Linked DNA regions of Mus musculus: region 1 is linked to region 2. A link is a contact called in public HiChIP or PLAC-seq data. All regions are on one chromosome and are shown on one strand. The core of a region is the stretch at or near the end of the contact, and the rest is flanking DNA. Distances in the headings are between cores, read along the strand shown.

The links. HiChIP or PLAC-seq counts read pairs in DNA pulled down with a chosen protein or histone mark.
Region 1: a contact with region 2 is called in a FOXA1 HiChIP or PLAC-seq map of pancreatic cancer cells. The contact joins two enhancer-like sites. A contact is called at or near these places in 1 of 484 Hi-C or Micro-C datasets (bone marrow-derived macrophages), 2 of 115 datasets of contacts at active chromatin or transcription factors (embryonic stem cells and pancreatic cancer cells) and 1 of 9 other capture datasets (embryonic stem cells).

The regions. Positions count from the first base shown.
Region 1 is chr13:42,082,837-42,090,190 of GRCm38.p6, reverse strand. The region is part of intron 2 of Hivep1 (human immunodeficiency virus type I enhancer binding protein 1); the gene reads right to left. Among named protein-coding and RNA genes, the nearest start is that of Hivep1, 34 kb to the right of the region's middle. Within about 2 kb of position 1,645, at least 28 of the 459 cell types and tissues checked have an H3K27ac peak or open chromatin away from gene starts, as enhancers often do. A contact at or near this core is called in pancreatic cancer cells, where this site is marked.
Region 2 is chr13:41,677,516-41,684,717 of GRCm38.p6, reverse strand. It overlaps Gm40925 (a long non-coding RNA gene), which reads right to left. Exons shown (of 6, transcript XR_873295.1): 2 at 7,137-7,172; 3 at 6,222-6,239; 4 at 5,741-5,805; 5 at 3,466-3,527; 6 at 794-1,858. Among named protein-coding and RNA genes, the nearest start is that of Gm40925, 4.0 kb to the right of the region's middle. Within about 2 kb of position 2,832, at least 13 of the 459 cell types and tissues checked have an H3K27ac peak or open chromatin away from gene starts, as enhancers often do. A contact at or near this core is called in pancreatic cancer cells, where this site is marked.

The DNA of each region.
Region 1 (7,354 bases), core at 396-2,895, 410 kb before region 2:
GATCTCTGAAATGCTCCCTCTGGTAACTGCTAGGGAGGGATGCTACATAAAAGATGCACAATATCCAGCCAAAAGTCATATTTCTTCATAAAAAGAAACTTTAAGGACAAAAAAAAAATCCAAAACAACAACAACAACAACAAAAAAAAAAAACAAATTACATGCTCAGTTTCAAATAGATAAATGTGGAAGGCAACGACCAGCATTTGGAAATACGAACACACTTTTACTAGGCATGTTGGCACCAGCACAATTGTGGTAGAGAGCATTTTAACAGGCATAAAGTGTTGAAGTTATAACATGGTTTTAATTGTTAATAAATCAGGTTTGAGATGTGTTATAAAAAGGTGTTTATGTGCTATGGCCAAGCTAACAATCTCTCCTCGCTAATCACTGCTAGCCAAGATTCCCTTACCACAGATGGGTACCCTTCATTACCATGGCTTTACACAACATAAATTTACTGTAGAAATCAATGGCCTGCTCCAGGCGGAGCGTGCTGCTCAGTTTCAGGTACCACCATCCTTATTGTGCTCCACTGGGGTCCGAGTAGCTCTTGGCCAGCCCTCCACCCTGTCAGCACCCATAAGAACACACTCAGCCCATGAACTGTTAAATAGAACATACGAACACAACCATTTGCTCTGACATGTCAACAGAAAACTCAAATTTCCATATTCTCTCTGCTTAACCGGATATTTCCAAAGCTACCAATCACTTTGGGTGGAACACAGTATCCTGGCTCTCCACACTATCAGCAATCTCTTGGTCCTTCCAAGATGCAGGTGCCACGTGCTGCTTCCATGATTATGGATCTACTCGGGTCCACATACTCACTAGGACAAACAGTTTTCTCATCAAGTAGTGTGCAAATAAACTGCCTAAGACCAGAGCTAGGGGCAGAGCCAAGCTCCACACCGCCCCTCACCACTCGGCTGACCCCGTTAGTCTGTTGCTCTCAGCAGCTCACCACAGTAGCCTCAGAAGCCTGTGAATCAGGAAATAAACAGAAGCCTCTAAGGCAGCAGAGTAGACATGGCTTCTGGGAAGGCTCAGAGGTAAAGGAAGCAGGCGAGTTCCAAAGTGACACTAGTAGCAAGCAGAGGACGTCCTCGGTCCTGACTGCAGACTTCCAGGATGGGGACAATGGCAAAGCTCCCCAGGGATGTGACACCTCTGTGCTCTCCACATCCCTAATCACAATGCTACTCTTGTAAAATTCAGCTAACGTTTTTATTTACAAATTAGAAAATTTTTCTTTAAAAAAAATCATACAATTGGTCAGCTTATTAAGCACATAAATTTGCTCAAGATAATACTCATTATAAAGTATTCTCATTCATAAAGCTAAAGTCCCGCTTTCCCTGGCTACCACTCACTTCAATGGTGCCTTCACAGGGGCTTTTAATGGTGCCACTTTAAGGTGACACACAGCATGTGCATCAGACACAGTACTCACTGACTCCCGTGGAACACAGGAAATAACTGCTTAAAGCTGTTGGATACTCCAGTGTCCCTGAATACACCTGCCCTGCCCTGTGTTCTCATCCTTGCTCCCCTTCTGGCAGCCCTGGGACCTGCCTGCCCCACAGGTTACTGTGACAAGCAATGCTCTGGGAATTTCTGGTTAAAATAAACACTACATTGGCACTGGCATTCAGGAACAAATACAGAGTCACCAGAAATTCCAGGAAGCCTAGGACACTCTCTCAAAAACACATCCAGAGTGCAATTCATGGCCCAGTAAGCAGCACGGTTCAGTGAGAAGCCATTCATGGAACTGAGACCCACCAGGAAATGAGAAGCACTGTCACACGAGCACACTTGTGCACACACACGAGTGGGAAGCACGGTCACACGCGAACACTTGGGCACACACAGGAGCATCCCACATGCATCTGCCCAGGTGATCAGCTGTAAAGACAGTCGGCAAAACTAGAACCTTGGGAATCAAAAAGCAGATTTAAAGGAAAGATTAAGAGATGTGTAAGTAGATAAGCCACATCTATCCCTTTTGGAATTTAATGCTCACTAAGAGACTCCTGTGGTAACCCTGGCCCAACAATGCACCAACAGGACCTCATGCGGAGTGAACTAGATGTTTTAAAATATGTAATAAGAGAAAAACTAAAAGGAACAAATTAGAAGCTTTAAGAGTACGTAGGTAGTTGCATGATTAGGACAAGAAAATACCCCCCCCCCCCATATACGGATACAGACACACAGGTGATATAGGTATACCTTCTGTATAATAAAAACGCTCCATGAACGCAATCTGAGTGCAGCCTGGGTGAGGCACCGGGTGAATATGGCGGAAAATGTATAAAGCCCAACCATGGGAACCCCCTTCATGGGGAAGCAGCTGGCGGGCACAGGTCATTCCCAGCTAAAGGCAAATACGAGCGAGACACCGTCTTTTACCTCACACAACATAAAACTGTAAGGCTCAGGTAAAGAGAAAGAGCTGCCACTAACAGCGGCTCATCTCACGGACTACAGGACTGGGTGCGAGTGGGTAGGGAAGGTGGTGGGTCCAGAGGAGTTGGGAGGATGGAGGGAGGTAACCATGATCAAAACACATCGTACAAAGTTCTCAAAGAATAAAAAATGGGAGAAAAGAAGCAAGGACACTAGCTGTGGACTGGGAAGTGGCTCCGAGAATAAAGTGTTTCCCACTCGTGTGTGGAGACGTGAGCACAAATCCCCAGGGCCCACTGAAAGCCAGGGATGCTAACATGCACTTAGATGGCAGTGCTCCTATACTGAGGTGGGAGGAAGAGTCCCTGAAAGTTTGCAGGCCAAGCTAGCCTGGCATACATTGAGTATCAAAGTGGCTCTGTGTCAAGCAAGGTAGGTGACATGACAATGACACCCAGAGTTCTGTGACCTCAACATACATGTCATGACATGTCTGCATTCACACACAGGAAAACAGGGAGGGAAGGAGGGAGGATGAGAGGGAGGAAAGAGTTGTGTTTCCTAAAACTAAGAGTGTGGGCATGCTGTGCCTCAGTAAGTACAATGTGAAGACCCTGTCCTGCAAAAGAAAGGCATCAAAGTAGTAATAAAGAGATGGAGAGATAAGTCAGTGGCCTTGCCTTACAAGCATGGGGAGTGGGTTCTAGTCCTAGAATGCACATAACAAACCCAGATACAGAGGCACAGGCTTGCAACCCCAGCACTGAGGAGGCGGGCAATCAGCACTGGAGCACTGAGGAGGTGGGTAGCCAGACCACTGGAGCACAGAGAAGGAGGGCAGTCAGACCACTGGGGCACTGAGGAGGAGGGCAGCCAGCACTGGAGCACTGAGGAGGAGGGCAGCCAGCACTGGGGCACTGAGGAGGAGGGCAGTCAACACTGAGGCACTGAGGAGGAGGGCAGTCAGACCACTGGAGCACAGAGGAGGAGGGCAGTCAGACCACTGGAGCACAGAGGAGGAGGGCAGTCAGACCACTGGAGCACAGAGGAGGAGGGCAGTCAGACCACTGGGGCACTGAGGAGGAGGGCAGTCAGACCACTGGGGCACTGAGGAGGAGGGCAGTCAACACTGAGGCACTGAGGAGGAGGGCAGTCAGACCACTGGAGCACAGAGGAGGAGGGCAGTCAGACCACTGGAGCACAGAGGAGGAGGGCAGTCAGACCACTGGGGCACTGAGGAGGAGGGCAGCCAGCACTGGAGCACTGAGGAGGTGGGCAGCCAGCACTGGAGCACTGAGGAGGAGGAGGGCAGCCAGCACTGGAGCACTGAGGAGGAGGGCAGCCAGCACTGGAGCACTGAGGAGGAGGGCAGTCAGCACTGGAGCACTGAGGAGGAGGGCAGTCAGCACTGGAGCACTGAGGAGGAGGGCAGCCAGCACTGGAGCACTGAGGAGGAGGGCAGCCAGCACTGGAGCACTGAGGAGGAGGGCAGCCAGCACTGGGGCACTGAGGAGGAGGGCAGCCAGCACTGGGGCACTGAGGAGGAGGGCAGCCAGCACTGGAGCACTGAGGAGGAGGGCAGCCAGCACTGGGGCACTGAGGAGGAGGGCAGCCAGCACTGGAGCACTGAGGAGGAGGGCAGCCAGCACTGGAGCACTGAGGAGGTGGGCAGTCAGCACTGGAGCACTGAGGAGGAGGGCAGCCAGCACTGGGGCACTGAGGAGGAGGGCAGCCAGCACTGGAGCACTGAGGAGGAGGGCAGCCAGCACTGGAGCACTGAGGAGGTGGGCAGTCAGCACTGGAGCACTGAGGAGGAGGGCAGCCAGCACTGAGGCACTGAGGAGGAGGGCAGCCAGCACTGGGGCACTGAGGAGGAGGGGGGCAGCCAGCACTGAGGCACTGAGGAGGAGGGCAGCCAGCACTGGGGCACTGAGGAGGAGGGCAGCCAGCACTGGAGCACTGAGGAGGAGGGCAGCCAGCACTGGGGCACTGAGGAGGAGGGCAGCCAGCACTGGAGCACTGAGGAGGAGGGCAGCCAGCACTGGAGCACTGAGGAGGTGGGCAGTCAGCACTGGAGCACTGAGGAGGAGGGCAGCCAGCACTGAGGCACTGAGGAGGAGGGCAGCCAGCACTGGGGCACTGAGGAGGAGGGCAGTCAACACTGAGGCACTGAGGAGGAGGGCAGTCAGACCACTGGAGCACAGAGGAGGAGGGCAGTCAGACCACTGGAGCACAGAGGAGGAGGGCAGTCAGACCACTGGAGCACAGAGGAGGAGGGCAGTCAGACCACTGGGGCACTGAGGAGGAGGGCAGTCAGACCACTGGGGCACTGAGGAGGAGGGCAGTCAACACTGAGGCACTGAGGAGGAGGGCAGTCAGACCACTGGAGCACAGAGGAGGAGGGCAGTCAGACCACTGGAGCACAGAGGAGGAGGGCAGTCAGACCACTGGGGCACTGAGGAGGAGGGCAGCCAGCACTGGAGCACTGAGGAGGTGGGCAGCCAGTACTGGAGCACTGAGGAGGAGGAGGGCAGCCAGCACTGGAGCACTGAGGAGGAGGGCAGCCAGCACTGGAGCACTGAGGAGGAGGGCAGTCAGCCCTGGAGCACTAAGGAGGAGGGCAGCCAGCACTGGAGCACTGAGGAGGAGGGCAGTCAGCACTGGAGCACTGAGGAGGAGGGCAGCCAGCACTGGAGCACTGAGGAGGAGGGCAGCCAGCACTGGAGCACTGAGGAGGAGGGCAGCCAGCACTGGAGCACTGAGGAGGAGGGCAGCCAGCACTGGGGCACTGAGGAGGAGGGCAGCCAGCACTGGAGCACTGAGGAGGAGGGCAGCCAGCACTGGAGCACTGAGGAGGTGGGCAGTCAGCACTGGAGCACTGAGGAGGAGGGCAGCCAGCACTGAGGCACTGAGGAGGAGGGCAGCCAGCACTGGGGCACTGAGGAGGTGGGCAGTCAGCACTGGAGCACTGAGGAGGAGGGCAGCCAGCACTGAGGCACTGAGGAGGAGGGCAGCCAGCACTGGGGCACTGAGGAGGAGGGGGGCAGCCAGCACTGAGGCACTGAGGAGGAGGGCAGCCAGCACTGGGGCACTGAGGAGGTGGGTAGCCAGACCACTGGAGCACAGAGAAGGAGGGCAGTCAGACGACTGGAGCACTAAGGAGGAGGGCAGCCAGCACTGAGGCACTGAGGAGGAGGGCAGTCAGACCACTGAGGCACTGAGAAGGAGGGCAGTCAGACCACTGAGGCACTGAGGAGGAGGGCAGTCAGACCACTGAGGCACTGAGGAGGAGGGCAGTCAGACCACTGAGGCACTGAGGAGGAGGGGGGCAGCCAGCACTGAGGCACTGAGGAGGAGGGCAGCCAGCACTGGGGCACTGAGGAGGAGGGCAGTCAGCACTGGGGCACTAAGGAGGTTGCCTTCAGCCTCCCCATACATGCACATATTCACACATGCACACTATATACATGCACACATAAAAAAATCAATAAATAAAATAATATACCAAGTAAAATAACATACCCAAATTATGGAAGTAATTTTTAAAGACAAACAATTATTTTGTTCTACCAAGGAACAAATACTAGAACTATTTGCAATATAAATATGTATACCTACAATCTATGTGTAATGACCTTTAGCAAGTCCACACCAAGCTCTGGCATGAGACAAAGAAAACAGTAATGTATCTGGCAGCCCATCCTTATATAACGAATAATTAGCAATCTGCATTCTCTCTGGATATTTACAGTTCTAAAACCAAAGATGCAGAAGATGAAGCTGCTATGTGCAGCTCAGAGAGCACATAGAGACCAACTGACCCCAGATCCATGGCCCTTTCCAGGTCAATGAAATAGGAACCCCTTTCTTCCTCTTTGGAGGGCTACCCCTCAAATCGATCTCCCCCTCAGAGCACCAGGATCTGAGTTTAAGTTGCTTAACTATAAAGTGAAGAAACTGAGTAGATAGCCACTTTGAATATTATACTCTGCTGTTTTCATAAAACTGCAAAAAAAAGGGGCTGGCGAGATGGCTCAGCAGTTAGGAGCGCCGACTGCTCTTCCAAAGGTCCTGAGTTCAAATCCCAGCAACCACATGGTGGCTCACAACCATCTGTAATGAGATCTGATGCCCTCTTCTGGAGTGTCTGAAGACAGCTACAGTGTGCTTACATATAATAAACAAATAAATAAATATTAGAAAACATACCTTTAAAAAAAAACCTGCCAAAAAAAAAAAAAAAAAAAAAAAGCACAATCTTGCCATCCACCATTTACATGATTTTGTTCAACACAAGCCAAGCGTTATTGACAAGCAGCACCTCTCGGTGATCACCATGCTCTGATAGTAGGGCACAGCCATTGACTTTTGTCCAGCCCAGCAGCCCATGGAGATAGTGCCGGAGCCCAGAAGAGCATCTATCATGTTTCTTCCACAGGGGAAATACCATCCTACAAAATACTACCTCTTCAAGGGTGAAACACAATTTACCTATTTCTGTGGTTTGTAGTCAATGATAACCCTACCCAAAATGGGGGATTCTTTAGTATTTAACTTCTCTCCTTAGCCAGAATCTTAATTTGAATAATTAAATTTCCTCCACAAGGGACAATTATGACAAACAGGTAAAAAAAAAAAAAAGGTCTGCCATCATGATGTCAAAACAGCTGCAGGTGACTGCAGGAAAACAGGAACTCAAAACCAGGCAAGGGGGCTGGGGTTAATTAGCTCGATTGTATAATGCATGCCTAGAACATGTGAGGCCCGGGATTTGATCCCCAATTTGCAAAGAAGCTGGGTACAGGCCAGGGCTCAGGAGGCCCCATTCCTCACTGATGAAATATTTCATCTTGACTGACAGATTCAGGAAAAAAAGAAGTCACCGTCATCAGTCATGTATCCACCCTGACTGCACCACTTTCCATGGATATTCCCA
Region 2 (7,202 bases), core at 1,583-4,082:
GGTAGACAATCATGGATTGCAGTGAATGTGGAAACAGGTTAACCTGACACCTGCCAAGGCCAAGGCCAAGGCATGGACAGTAATTGGCTAGAAGGTCATTTTAGGCAGGGTCTCTATTGGAAGTGAGCAGGCCAGATGTATATTTTCTCTATGTGAAGTTTAGCTCTCTGTGGAAAGAGTCTTGCTTTCCATTTTTTACCAGCTTTCTGGTATGGCTTAGCATAACTTTGGGCACTCCAATTTAGGAAGGTTTAAGAGTCAGAGAAAATGATGCTAGTCATATGATTGTTAGTGATTGGTATCTCATCAGCAAACAATAGATTCTCTACCATTACATAGTGACTAACTGGTTCCCTGGCAGAGCTGTTTCTTGGGTAGGAGGGAGACTACCCCAGTCTGCTGTGCTCCGTCTGGGCTAGACTTTCTGGAGAGGCATGTCCTGTGTGGGTAGCAGGTGCTCTCTTCGGGGTCCACAACAACAAACAACAACAAACAAAATCAAGCTAGACTCAAGATCTCTGTGTAGGTCTGCCTTGACTCCCCAGCCCAGATAGCCTGCTCTTAGGCAGCACTGAAGGTTGTATGTAACAGGGAAGGAAGCTATGGGGGTGTAGTTCTGCCCAGATGCCTAGCTCTGGAACTAGAGCTATAGAAGATTACCAGCTTCCAGGTGAGTGCCAAAAAACAAACCAAGTCCTCTGCAAGAGCAGCTAGGACTCTGTCATAGAGCATCTCTCCAGTCCCAGATTTAAAACAAACAAACAAACAAACAAACAACTTACTTTTTATTTTATAAAAGTATTCACTTCTATGTGGACATTAGCTGTTAAGTCAACAGTAAGCAAGCTACAAGTCACAGAACCACAGATGTTAGGTACAGAGTAAGAGGCTAGGAGGAACAAATAGCTCCCTCTAGGGATGATAAATAGAATAGTTATGGATGGACAAGGCTGTGTGTGCCTGGAATTCGAAGGGTAAGTGGGGAAGGGGAGGGAGTATGGGGAGAGAGTGTTAAAATTAAGAGTCACGCGAGGGGTAGCATGGAAACCTAATACTGTAGACGCTTTCGAAAGTATATTTATATGTAGGCGATCTAAATGAAATCTCCAAGTAACAAGGGAGACAGAGTTCAACTGGCCATCTCTTGTCCCCAAATGAAACTTCCAGAACCGCCATCGGTTACATCTAGTTGACTTGTTGGCCAAAGTGGTCCCGTGGAAATCCCTAAACAGTGCAGACTGTTGCCCAGACTCTAGGTTGCTCTCCACAGACTGATGGCAAGGCTCCATTGCTGAAGACGACGCCTACACAACCCACTGAACACAGAGAGGCTGAGCTGGTGCCTACATAGAACCTTCACCACTCTGGATTAGTTCTCTTAGTGTCCAACAGCTCTCTGTACGCTCCCAAAGGAGAAACAGAAACACCAACCCAGCTAAAACCCCTTTGATCTACAGTGGTGTTTGTCATCCTATACAAGTGCAATGGCGGCACATAGCATGTGCAAGTAACCAGTCAATATCTGATTTAAACAAGACCCACTCCATGAGATGGAGCACACACCCCAATGCTGCTTGGGTAACCAAGAACCTGATACTAGATGTCCTGGGGACCTAGGGTAAAGCCAAAGGCTGCTGTTTCACGAAAGGAAGATAGAGATAAGATGACTCATAATGACATTCTGTGGTACTCAGAGATCAGTGCCTCAGTCTCATCTTCAAGGAAGCTTCCTCTTGCAGCAGGTGTGACCAAATATAGAGACCCACAGCCAGGCAACATGCAAAGCGTGAGACCTTGGAACACTTAGCTTTAAATGGAAGGTCTCCGTCAAATCCCTCCCCTCTGGGTTCAGTGATGCCTGTGGAAGAGGAGTTGGAGAGAGCGTAAGAACCAAAGAGGATGGAGGATACCATGGAAACAAGCTCTTCTGAGTACAACAGAGCTTTGTTGGGCGTCATAGGTGCTGCCCATATGAACTCACGAGGATGGAGGCAGCGTGCACTGGGCTTGCATGGGTGAGCAACCTATGGATTCCTAGAGCTGAAAAGAGACGTGGACACCCGGCCTTATCTCCAGCGCTGACACTTTCTCCCATTGATAAGCACTTGCAAGTGAAATTTTAGTTTCCTCCAAAGGAGTCTTACTAGGGAAACAAACTACTCTTAAGTGTGGGCCTCGTGCCCAGTAGCAGATGGCCGACAGAAAATAGACTTGGTGGAGTGTTTGGAAGTTCCTGGTCTCATAATGGCATGTCAGGCATTTTTCTTTTAAAAAATTTCTCTCTCTCTCTCTCTCTCTCTCTCTCACACACACACACACACACAGACACACAGACACACACACACAAACATGGTTCTTTGCTTCTGTATTATGGCTTCCAGTTTTGTGTTTTTATGGGACTCCTGAGTGTGGGAAGGAAGGAATCTCTGTGTCTGTTGGTTGTGCCTTTTCTTGGGCTCTTCTCCTTCTGTTTCTTCTATTCTGATGTATTTTGTTTTGTTTCATTATAGTCTGTCATATATTGTTTCGTTTTTATCCCTTAGAAGCCTGTTTGTTTTCTAAGGGAAGACATAAAGGGAACAGGTCTGGATGAGGAGGGGCGAGGAACAAGAGGAGACAAATACAGGGAGAGAAAGCTGTAGTCAGGATATGTTGTGTAAGGAAAAAAATGTTTTCAATAAAATAAAATAAATTTGAAAAGTGCATAGGATCATGTATCTATGTTATATATAAGAGCAAGGTCAATTTTACACAAGGGCTTGGCCACTGACAGATTGCGCAGGTGCACAGTGTCTACAGGGCGCTTAGAGCAATCCTGCACGGGCAGGAACGGACAATGACATTTTGCCATTCATAGTCACGTCTATAAACCTCTCAGTCACCATCCACAGGTGAAGGATTGACTGCCCAAAGCTGTCAGTTTCCCCTGAGAATTCCCTTTGCTAATGAGCACACACCCACTAGCTGGTCAGTGCAGCACATACATCCGTGCCTGGTTCCCTTGCTCCAACTCAGACAAACCTGAAGTACCATTCCCCTGGGGTCCCCTGAGGCCGGATTGTGTCTCCATAGTGAGTCCAACTTCTCCCCCACTGAGATTTCATCTCAGTCTGTTCCAGGAGAGTTAGCCTTTATTTTTCTTTCAAATGTATTTTTAATTAAAATATGATTTTGTCATAATTAAAATAGAAGAAGGAGAAACCTTAGCCCAAGCTTAACAAAACCAAGCGTGTTCACACCAGGGCACCCTTAACAAGGAAATAACTCTTAAGTAAGCAAATTGTAAAACAGTTTTGAGAAAAAAAAAAGTGAGTGTTAACACGAAGCCTGAGTTTACACAGTGTCCCAGGCTTGACCGCCAGGGCCAAGTGACTTATTAAACTCTACCATGGGGTCTTTCAACGTTTTACCATTTGGCTTAAATGTCAACAGTCCATTGTCTGATTGTTAAATATTGTTAAATACCATTGCCAACTTTCCTGGAACAAGATCTCTTTTGTCAGCAATTCCAGCCTGAATATTGGAATCTGAAAATGAAGAAAAAAAGATGTAGTAAGCCCCTGGGACTTATCCCCCCAAAACAAACATTCCCAGTGTCTGCATGGCCGCCACGGCGTGCTGCCCAGCTGTCCACAAGCAGAGGTGTACTCAGGACCAGCTGCGTTCTATTTAGGGTTGGAATCATCTTGAACAATTGAGCTTTAGAAAAAAATGACGTTGGATCAATATTTATCTGAGTCACGGAACCACAAATTTGATCTTGGACTCTATGTCACCCGCCCAGGCTAAGGACTCTAGGAAAGCATTAGAGAGCTACGTAGAGGTTGAAGAATGTCCCAAAGAAGTAAGCAGTCTCAAAAATCCTTTATATATGAAAGAATTGAGCCTAGAAACCATGATTAGGAAAGAGGTGCGTTTCATTCAGGGAAAAATTCCTAAATTGTCCCCAGGTTTAGGTCCAGTGAGTTCAGCAGGGATAATGAAATCAAAGAAAGATCTGGGTCCTCGAGTAGAGCCCACGAGAGTTCTCAGAGAAAGACTTTGTGGTCAAGCTAATGAGAACTGGAAACGTCTGTGAGAACTGGCTCTTCCAGCTGCCTTTGAGATTTTTTCCCCATAATGAATAACAGAAAAATGTTACCTGAAAAAGAGCAAGTATGGATGAAGCATGTCTGTGATGGGTTCGGGAAGGGCTCTACCTGGGGGCTGGTCAGAGATGGGGAACTCTCAGTCCCTGAGAAGAAGTGAGCAGCCCCTTCCTATGTGTCTGGTGTACTAGAGGGAGGCAAGGAGGCAGCTGTACGATTTACCAGATGTCCACAGCTTGTCCCTTTCATACACGTGTTCTCTACACCAACCCATTCATTATGTCTGTCTGTCTGTGCATAGAGGGATGATAGCTAGACATCTAGATAGATAGATAGATAGATAGATAGATAGATAGATAGATAGAGGTAGATGATAGATAAATGATAGATAGATAGAGATAGAGAGATAGATAGATAGATAAATAGATGGTAGATAGATATCATAACCCATTGTGTTAGCAAATATATCACACACACACACACACACACACACACACACACATACACATACACACACACTTCTAACTCTGTCCATAAATGTCAAGAGACAGACAATGGGCACAAAATCCTGAGCTGAATCACATCCTCTCAACTGATTTGTTGAAGCCCTACCTACCCCACTTAGTACCTAAGAGCATAACTAAATTTTAGAGATGAGATCTTTAAGAAGTTAGATAACCCTGTAATGTCCCATGGATAGGTCTTCACACAATAGAATCAGGAGGATGTTTGCAGACAAACATGTACAGAGAGAAGGGTGTGTGAAGGCACAGGGATAAGTCAGCCATCTTCAAATCAGAGACATCTCAGGAGAAACAAAGCCCACCCGTCCCTTCATCTCAGACTGCTAACTTCAAAAACGGAGGAAAGATGTTCCTATCATCTAAACCTCTTAATATACTAAATTTTGGTGCAGTAGCTCAGGGTAACTAACCATCAATCAACCTGCTGGGTAAAAATTAGGTGACTCTGGCTACCCCCCACCCCCCCACCCCAGGACCTAGTTCCATGTCTAGCCTATGGTATAATCAGCGTTTGAGAAGGTAGAGAATGACTCAGATGTATCGAGCTGTTAAAACTTCTTACGTGACCTCACTCTGATAGAGAGACTCACTAGATAGTCATGGATCTCGCTGGCTTCCAAGATACTGTAAGTGCACAGCACTCAAAAATGATTGATTAGATGATTACAAGTCCCCAAGAGGTAGGAAGGCAGGAGAAAGCACTTTGAATCGTTTGCTTCAGCTCCCAGAACAGCTGTATAAGCAGGTCAATGCTTAATGGTTATTTCTTCTTAGGAAAGTGATTATGACATTCGTTCATGGGCTGCTTCCACCAAGAACATGGTTGGTAGTTCCAGCTCCCTCCGAAACCCCAAGAGTTTTTCTTTTGTCTTCCTCACTCTGGCATTGATCCTATTTAGTTTCTCTCTTCTTACAGAGATCAATGGTACTTGTATCAGTCAGGAGTCTCCAGAGGAGAAGAGCTAATAGATTATATGTAATTATAAGAAGGGATTTATCAGATTGGCTCACAAGATCAGAGGATGGGTACTCCCATGATGGCTACCCCGAGAGGCAGGAGAATCAGTAACTATTTAGCACCTAAGACTAGAAGACCCAGAATAGGAGGGGTCAATTATCAATACTGACCCATTCCAAGGCTGGAAGCCTGGAAGTCTCCTGGAGAGTGGCTGGGGTGAGTCCTCCTGTAAAGGCTGAAGAAGTTGGAGTGTGATCTCCAGGTCTTTGACAGAGCAAAATGCAGTGTACCCACTCAAAAAGACCTGGACATGGCTGGTGCGTGGGTTTCCTTCTAGCTTTTGTTCCATGTTGGCCCCCAACTTATAGGCCCATGGCCTGTACGGTGCCCACACTTAGGGTACTCTTCCTCACTCAGTTTGCCAATCATCCTACCCTTTGTCTCTAGGTGCTCCTTAATGGACAAACCCGGAAGTGTGTTTTTCACCAATTGCCCAAGTGCTTCTCAATCCAGTCAAGTTGACAACCAACATCAGACATCACAGTACGTATTGCTCAACACATAATGAAGCCAAGACTGTGGTACCAGTTTTTGCAAAAAGAAAGAGCTGTATTGTTCATCCATTGATCCAAAGATAGGAGGCTTACTCACCTATGTCTCCAGATAAGCCTGTAGTAAAAAAAAAAAAAAAAAAAAAAAAAATTAAATATACAGGTAAGCTGAAGTCACCTGACCAGCTTCCACCCCGACATTATTTGGGTTCATTCTGAAGTTGCTTGCGGGGCTGCTCGCTTGGAATCTAAGTCTCAAAGCCCTGCTTGCCAGGATCTTTGGAGACATTTGGGTCCCCTGAGTTCTAAAGGTCATTTTAGATTAGTTCCCAGGATTCTCTGTTTGAGTCCTAAACAGCAGTGTGCCTACCATAGCGAACTTCAGTGACACAGAAGTTGCCATCTTATGGCTGATTTCAGTCCCCTTCTTCCACGGCTCAGACCCAAAGGCCTTGGGGTCACACTTATTTTTCCCATATGCTCGAGCCTCTATATCAGTACACCCCCTTTCCAGGTTCCTTCCCACACAATCCTCCTCCATTTCCATCTTTGGGTGTTCAGTACTCCACCAGGGTCATGGTCTTAAGGGACAGAGATCCTCCAGGCCTCTAACCTTCCTAACCCCATTGTTTGGTATAGTCTACCAACAGACTCTCCTCTGTGGAGTGTCAGGAAGCCTTTCCTGGGTCCCTGGGTCCAGAACAAATGAGGTTTATCTTTGCTGTTTTCTGCCTAAAAGTCATGGATGGAAAGTTTGCAGAAGGAGCAAGAGTGAAACGCATAAAAAAATCACATTAGGAATAACTCAGTACTCACCTGTGGACACTGCTGTTGGTTCTTCCAAAGTCAGAAACCCCAGTTGCAGTTTCTAGTATTAACTATGTAGTCAACCAGCCCTTTGTGCCTTCAAGTTCCACATCCTCAAAACCAATTAACCATAGATGAAACATTTATCCCCCAAAACATTGTACCTCTAGGCTCCATAGTGTAGCTTGGTGGTAAAGCCCTTACTTACCTAGATATGCAAGGCACTGAGCTTCATCTCCAGAACCTACAAAAAGAATTTACAATTATAATTGCA